Regions from separate parts of the Mus musculus genome. Here region 2 is linked to region 1. Evidence: chromatin contacts called from public Hi-C data. All regions are on one chromosome and are shown on one strand. The core of a region is the stretch at or near the end of the contact, and the rest is flanking DNA. Distances in the headings are between cores, read along the strand shown. Region 1 has its middle 26 kb from the start of Lncenc1. Region 2 has its middle 7.4 kb from the start of Gm41029.

The links. Hi-C and Micro-C count contacts between places; a contact is called where the count stands out from the background.
Region 2: a contact with region 1 is called in a Hi-C map of the N1E-115 cell line, with 3 times the contacts expected there. The contact joins two enhancer-like sites. A contact is called at or near these places in 4 of 484 Hi-C or Micro-C datasets (the N1E-115 cell line, myocytes, nephron progenitors and 1 more) and 2 of 115 datasets of contacts at active chromatin or transcription factors (bone marrow-derived macrophages and pancreatic cancer cells).

What each region holds. Positions count from the first base shown.
Region 1 is chr13:97,407,038-97,410,369 of GRCm38.p6, forward strand. No RefSeq gene overlaps it. Among named protein-coding and RNA genes, the nearest start is that of Lncenc1, 26 kb to the right of the region's middle. Within about 2 kb of position 1,599, at least 28 of the 459 cell types and tissues checked have an H3K27ac peak or open chromatin away from gene starts, as enhancers often do. A contact at or near this core is called in the N1E-115 cell line, where this site is marked.
Region 2 is chr13:97,544,444-97,547,690 of GRCm38.p6, forward strand. No RefSeq gene overlaps it. Among named protein-coding and RNA genes, the nearest start is that of Gm41029, 7.4 kb to the left of the region's middle. Within about 2 kb of position 1,893, at least 102 of the 459 cell types and tissues checked have an H3K27ac peak or open chromatin away from gene starts, as enhancers often do. A contact at or near this core is called in the N1E-115 cell line, where this site is marked.

The DNA of each region.
Region 1 (3,332 bases), core at 349-2,848:
TCTAAACTTAGTTCTCACACTTGTACAGTAAATGCTTTATGCACTGAGCCGTTTCTTCAGCTCCCTGATGCACACACAGTCTTATCTCAGTAAAGGCTTGTGTGCGGGAGGGGTTGGGGGGGAATGGAGGTGGGTTCTGACTTCTGAAAGGAAGGTATATTCCTCGAGGAACTAGGACATGTCAATTTCATCTTATTACCTACAATGGCCAGAAAATTGCTGAACGAATCAGAGATGCTCGGTGAATAGTCAGGGATTGTAAATGGCCTTTTCTTTTGCGAATTGTTATTCTGAGCAATTTTGTGCAAAATAAGGCTTTTGAAGACCTTTGGTCCATTTTCATTTTTAAGCTAATGCTTAAAAAATATTCAGATTGAGAGTAAATCTGTATAGAATACCAGATTTCCATAGACTAGACAGGTTGTTATTAGTACCTCGTTTTGAATTCTCGTTTTAGCCCACAGTTCCCTTGCAATTTTACCTCCCAATCCCAATGTCGGGAAGATTCCTCTCATCTAAAGCAGCTGCTTCTCCCTGAACTCTATAAAGTCATTTGTTGCTCCTGCTTCTTGCTCTTTCTCAGTGTCTGCTAGAGGCAGACAGCAGGACATCAGCTAAGGACTGGTGAAAACTAGGTAGCAAGCAAAGCAATTTGCAATGCTAAAAGACTCAGCGTCCCACAGGTTAGAAGGAGCTGCTAGCAACATAGTAGCTGTGTGAAAGGGAGTTTTAACTGTGCCATCAACAACTGGCTTTATTGGCTCATTTAGAAAAGAAAATAAAGGGAAAGAAAATCCAAGAGCAAAATGCTATTTGAAATTCCCTTTTGTGGGCCAATCAGGGTAAAGGTGCATTGTGGGCCAGTGAGGGTAAAGATGCTGGCTGTGTTTGCTGCCAAACCTAGCAACCAGAGTTCGATTTTTGTCCCTTATGGTGGAAGTAGAGAATGGATTATTGCAAGTTGTCCTCTGACCTCCACGTCTGCACCATGGCACTTGTGTGCCCCCCCCCAAAGTAAACAATATTAAAAAAATTGATAAAACTCTGAAACACTTTCTACATTCTATGTTGTAGTTACTTCTTTTAACTACTGTTATTACTATCATTAACATTTTCAGCCTGAAGTATAACTTTTTGCAAATTATGTCTCCATGTTTTATTGTGATAAAATACATAGAACATACATTTGACCCATTTGTAGCTACGTACTTTAGATTTAGTGATGGTGAGTTTCTAGTCTTGCAGGTTTTAGGCACTAGGGTTTTTCTTAAGATTTCTGCCAGATTCCCAGGACTGCTGAAGGACAAAGAGTCGATTCGATGCTTGGTATTGTATGAATGAATCCAAACCTTATCGTATCTAAAGCTTTTAGATTAATTGAATTTCGAGTTTTTAAAAGGACGTTGGTGGTGATGGTGCAACCAACCATGAGACACAGCTGTATTCTCACAGGTTATTAAGGGCACTTTGCTGGTGTGATGATAATTCAGATCGAAACACTGAGAATTACACAGGAACTGCTTCTCTGCCAGGGCGCTCAAGCCTTGGCTGCGTGCCACTTCTAGCTTATCTGAAATGTCACACCATCACTGCGACAGGAATCACTTTGCTCTTGTATATCCACTTTGGGGTTGGCCACAGGATTCTAAGAACGTCACTCACTTATTCTGTACCATCCTTCCTCCCAGACAGTAGAAGCATTTTTTTCTTCACATTTCAAAGAATTAAAAGACATAATGAGCTCTGTGCTGACAGCATTTAGGTCTGAAATGTCCTCAAAGGTCCATGCTTTGTCTGAGGGCAGCATGGGACTACTGGGAGGTGATAGAACCTTAGGAGGCGGAGCCTAGCAGGAGCGCTTCAGGTCATTGGTCCTCAGAGGCCTTGGTAGAGCTCCTGCCTCGTCCTCTCTCCTTCTGGACGTTGAAGCTCTTTTGTTCCACTCTCCCACATGCTGCCTCATTACCAAGGCTTAAAAGCCATATCTCCAAGTGGCTCTCGGGCTGAAACCTCAGAAACTGAGAGCCAAAAGAGGCCTCTTCTCTTCGGAAGCTGATCACCAAGGCGTTGGTCACGATGGGGGAACAGCTGATGAGCACATCTGTGGACAGCACAAGACAATTACAGTGGCGTCCGTGATTTCGTGGCGTGTACACGCCTGGCTTTGTTCTTACCCAGTATCTCAGTACCAGGAGTCTCAAACATCATGTGAATGGGTGCATACTCGCCCGGAGTGGGGTCTATATTGTTGCTTTAATTAGCTACTTTCTCCCTTTATGCAACTCCTCACAGGAGCATGGGCAGTAAAGCAAATGGAGCTCACATTTCTCCTCGCTCACTTGGCAGGAATTTCGTCTTGCCCCATGTGGACGGCATTTGCACAGCTGCTATACCCACCGAGCGATAAAAAACAACGCCAGCTCAAGGCTTGGCTAGACCTGTACTTTGTTTCAGCAAAATACCTTAGGAAGTAAGGGGTTAAGCCCTCCTTCTACTTCTATTGCCTCCTCCTTCTCTTGACTCCTCCCTCCTCTGCCTCAAGTAGAGCACTCCACCTAGTCAAGACTGTCTTTGATAATCGGCAATGCACTTTTTGATCATCCCAATCACAGATGCAACTGTTCTCGTGACTGGAGAGGCACTTAAATCAGAGCTGGGAGCCTCTGCCCTTACATCTGTCATGCTACTGCCAGTACAAGGAATTTTGCTATTCACATTAAAAAAAAAAATCAGTTTGTACTTTATAATACTCTGCACTTAAAGAACATGATTACTGCTAATTATCATTTAGAAAATTGTTTTTTTTTGCTTGATTAGAGATTTTTAGCAGTGTGTACTGAAATCTAGTGGGCCTTCATTATGTGTGTTACTTTGCAGTGGATACTGGCTTAAATATTAATATATGGAAATTCAGCTTCATCTGCTGTACCTTTTGATGTCAGCGGCATAATCAGTATAATTGGCTTAGATTGTTTTTCTCCTATTTGTATTTCATACCAGCTAATGTCATTAGTGGGCTAACTACTGAGTGGGGGATCTGCATTGTAGAGCTGCTTCCTGGGCGCATTATTACCATTGGTTTTGATTATTTTAACTCCCAGACACCCCAGGCAGGTCCTCAAGCTGTGCCATATTGTTTAAAGACCTGATCCTCCTGGCCCCCATTCAGAGAACAAGACTTTTCTGCGTCTGAAAGCCCATCAATGCTCTGATAAATGCTGATGCTTCTGGTTGGTCTGGGGCCAGCTTGCTTTTTATAGCATAAGGCAGAGGCTGCGTAGCCCAGGGCCTGTGTGCCCTGGCTCTGAATGGCTCTATGTAGCATGGCAGCC
Region 2 (3,247 bases), core at 643-3,142, 140 kb after region 1:
CTTGACCAAGAGACCAAGTAGGAAAAGAGGAAGTGTGTACTAGACAGTTGGTGACACTGGGCAGTTGACTTGCTTGTTAAACATTAGATGTTCTGGCTAGGATTATTTTTTTGTTTCCTCCTCCTCCTCTTCTTCCTCCTCCTCCTCCTCCTCCTCCTCCTCCTCCTCCTCCTCCTCCTCCTCCTCCTCCTCTTCCTTCTCCTCCTCCTCTTTTGTCAACTTGATATAATATAGAGTCATTTGGGAAGAGAGAACCTCAGCTGAGAAAAGGCCTGTGGGCAAGCCTGTGGGGCATTTCCTTAATTGATTGATGTAGGTAGACCAGCTCTATGAGTGGTGCCATCCCTGGGCAAGTGGTCCTGAGTTGTGGTGAGAAAGCTGGCTAAGTGTAATAAGGTAGTAAGCAGCAATCCTCCGTGACCTCTGCATCAGTTCCTGCCCACAGGTTCCTGCCTTTCATTCCTGCCCTGAGTTCCTTAGGTGATAGACTGTGATGTAGAGCTGTAAGCTGAAATGAACTCCGCTAATTCCTTTTGGCCGTGGTGTTTTACCACAGTGATAGAAACCCTAACTAAGACAGCAGTCATTCTTTAGTAATGGGTTTAGGATTGGTTCTAGGACCCCTGCAGATACCAAAACGCTCAGGTGCTTTAGGTGAGTATATGATCTAGCATTTGCATATCATCCATATATTCCCTCTCACACACTGTAAATCACATCTAGATTACATATAAAACCAAGTACAACATAAAGGTTATGTAAATAACTGCTGCATAACTTAGGGAATAATAGAGTCTGAACACGGCCAGCACAAGCCATTTTTTTTTTCTGTGCATTTTTGATCCACTGCTGGTTGAATCTGCAGATACAGAAGGCCAACTGGACCTTGACTACTGGCCATTGTATATGACCTGATGTTCAGTTGTAGGTTTTGTCATGTGCGGAGAAGGAAAGGAGGCTTCTGAGAGGAGCAGTGATGGGAAGGACAACAACGGCTCTGTGAGCATCCTGAGCAGATGCTGGCTTCACACTTTGCATATTTGAAGACAAGTTTATGTGGCTACAGATCACAGACGGTATGGCTGCTCCTTCCTGGTTCTGACGCTATTGAGGAAAGCTGGGTTCATAGTCTCCCCTTTTCTTTCCCCTGCATCTCACCCATTCCACTGGATGAACTCTTGATTTATAGCTCAGATTGGTCTTACTATCCTCTTGCCTCAGCCTTTTGGGTACTGGGATTATGGGTCTGCAGTACCACATCTGGCTCACATTTTTTTATCATTTACTATCACTTGACCTGGGTAGGAATTCTCATTTTGTGGTATAGCTGCTTATATAGTGTGGACTATTTCTACCTCATGAGATGGTTTTTGGCTTCAAATGAGGTTATCATATATAGATTGACTAAAGATAGAGCCAGGCACATAGTAGGTACTCAGTTAATAAGATCTGGGCCAGAAATTCCAAGATTTTGTACAGTTTGGTAGGTCTAAAGCTGACAATAATGCTTTCTTCTTCCCAAAGAGAGCACACAAAACCAAAGGCCATCAGATCAACCGGCCAGCCAAGCAGAAGGTATGGCAGCAGATGGGCATCTTATTAGGAGACACCCTGCTAGACGAGAGAGCCACTCTGTTGAGGTATTAGCATAATCTTCCTTTGAAACTTCTGCTCATAGAGAACAACACCGACTTCAAGTTGGTAAATAACTCAAAGGAATTTAATTTGCCCTGTGAAGTGTGGGTAATACTGCTTTATCTTTCAGAGAAGACGCACTGCCGCCTCCATAACATTCGTAATGAGGCCATTACCACCCGAGAGCGACTCCCTCCTGAGTTCTGACAGAGCAGTAGGCCACATGGCCGTGATTCATCTGTAAATCATGCTCTCTGTTTAAAAATCTTGGCAACTTCCTCCTTGTGCCCTGCTGTCTCTGTGGAAGGAGGAGGCATGGGAGGGAGGGAACCAAGGGAAGGGCATGAGATGTAAGGCTTGACTCTGTATTCTGTAAAACCATTACCCTTCTTCATTTCCACTAGAGTACCCCCATTTCTGCATGGTATTTTATACTCAATTAATTCCTGGAGATATTGCCAGAAACTAATGTGTTCTGTGTGCATACTGGATAACCGTGGGGATTTTAAAAAACTGTTGTTATTTGTTTAGATCATGTTTTTGCAGACAGTAGCAATATTAGTTGTTCATTTGGGGACATGGAGTAACTAGCCTGAAACTATTATTCTTTCTTTGATTTGATTCATCTATGCTTGACCCAAACGCTGTTTTGAAATAGGAAGAAAACCAAGTGTGGTGGCAGTGTTTGAAATCCATGCACTTGTGAGATTGGTGCTAGGGAGGGTGGGGTGGGGTGGCCGATGTTGGTCTGGGTGTGGTGAAACACACCTTTAATCCCAGAACTCAGGAGGCAGAGGCAGCTCGGTCTCCCTGAGTTTCAGTTTAGATAATGAATCCCATGCCAGCCACCGTTAGATCTCGAGACACTGTCTAAAAGACAAAAGCAAAGCAACTGACTGGGACTGGGGAGTGGGGGTTAGCTACTGAATTGTGTTGTGCTTTTATATGAAATAGAGACGAACACCGGTGAGTTCATAATCTTTGTGAGCCTTACTATGTGGAGACACCACAAGCTGTAGAAAACACACTGATTGGGATCAAAGTCCCTAGGTCATGACAGGCCCAGATGGCAACTGATTATTTCCGTCCTTGCCTAGCCTCTCTGCCTGGTAACAAAGGGTTTTATCACACTTTCTAATTCGTGGCCTGGGATGATAAACAGCAGAGGCTTGCTTGGAGACTGACCCATGGCCTCATGCCCAGTAGCCCTTTTAATAATAGACTTTTCCTGCCTTGTTTTTTGTATAGGTGCTAACATCAAGTTTGGGTATGCATCAGGACTCATGAGTCCTCATCTGGGTCCTCTTCCAGTACCCCACCAGCATCACCCTATTCTGGCGTCAGGCTTTTCTTTTCTGTGAATAGGAGTCAAAGCAAAACAAAAAAGGAGGTGGGCTGGGACAGCCGCTCAGTCAGTAGGGTACACGCTTGAATATCTGAGTTTGACTCTTAGTACCCATGTTAAAGAGCTACATGGTAGTGCATACTTGTGATTCCTGTACCGGGGTCAATAGAGCAGACAGATTTCCTAGGGGCTCAATGGCCATGAGGTCTAGATGACATGGGGACTCCAGGCTAATGAGAAACCCTGTATCAAATAGTGGAGACCATG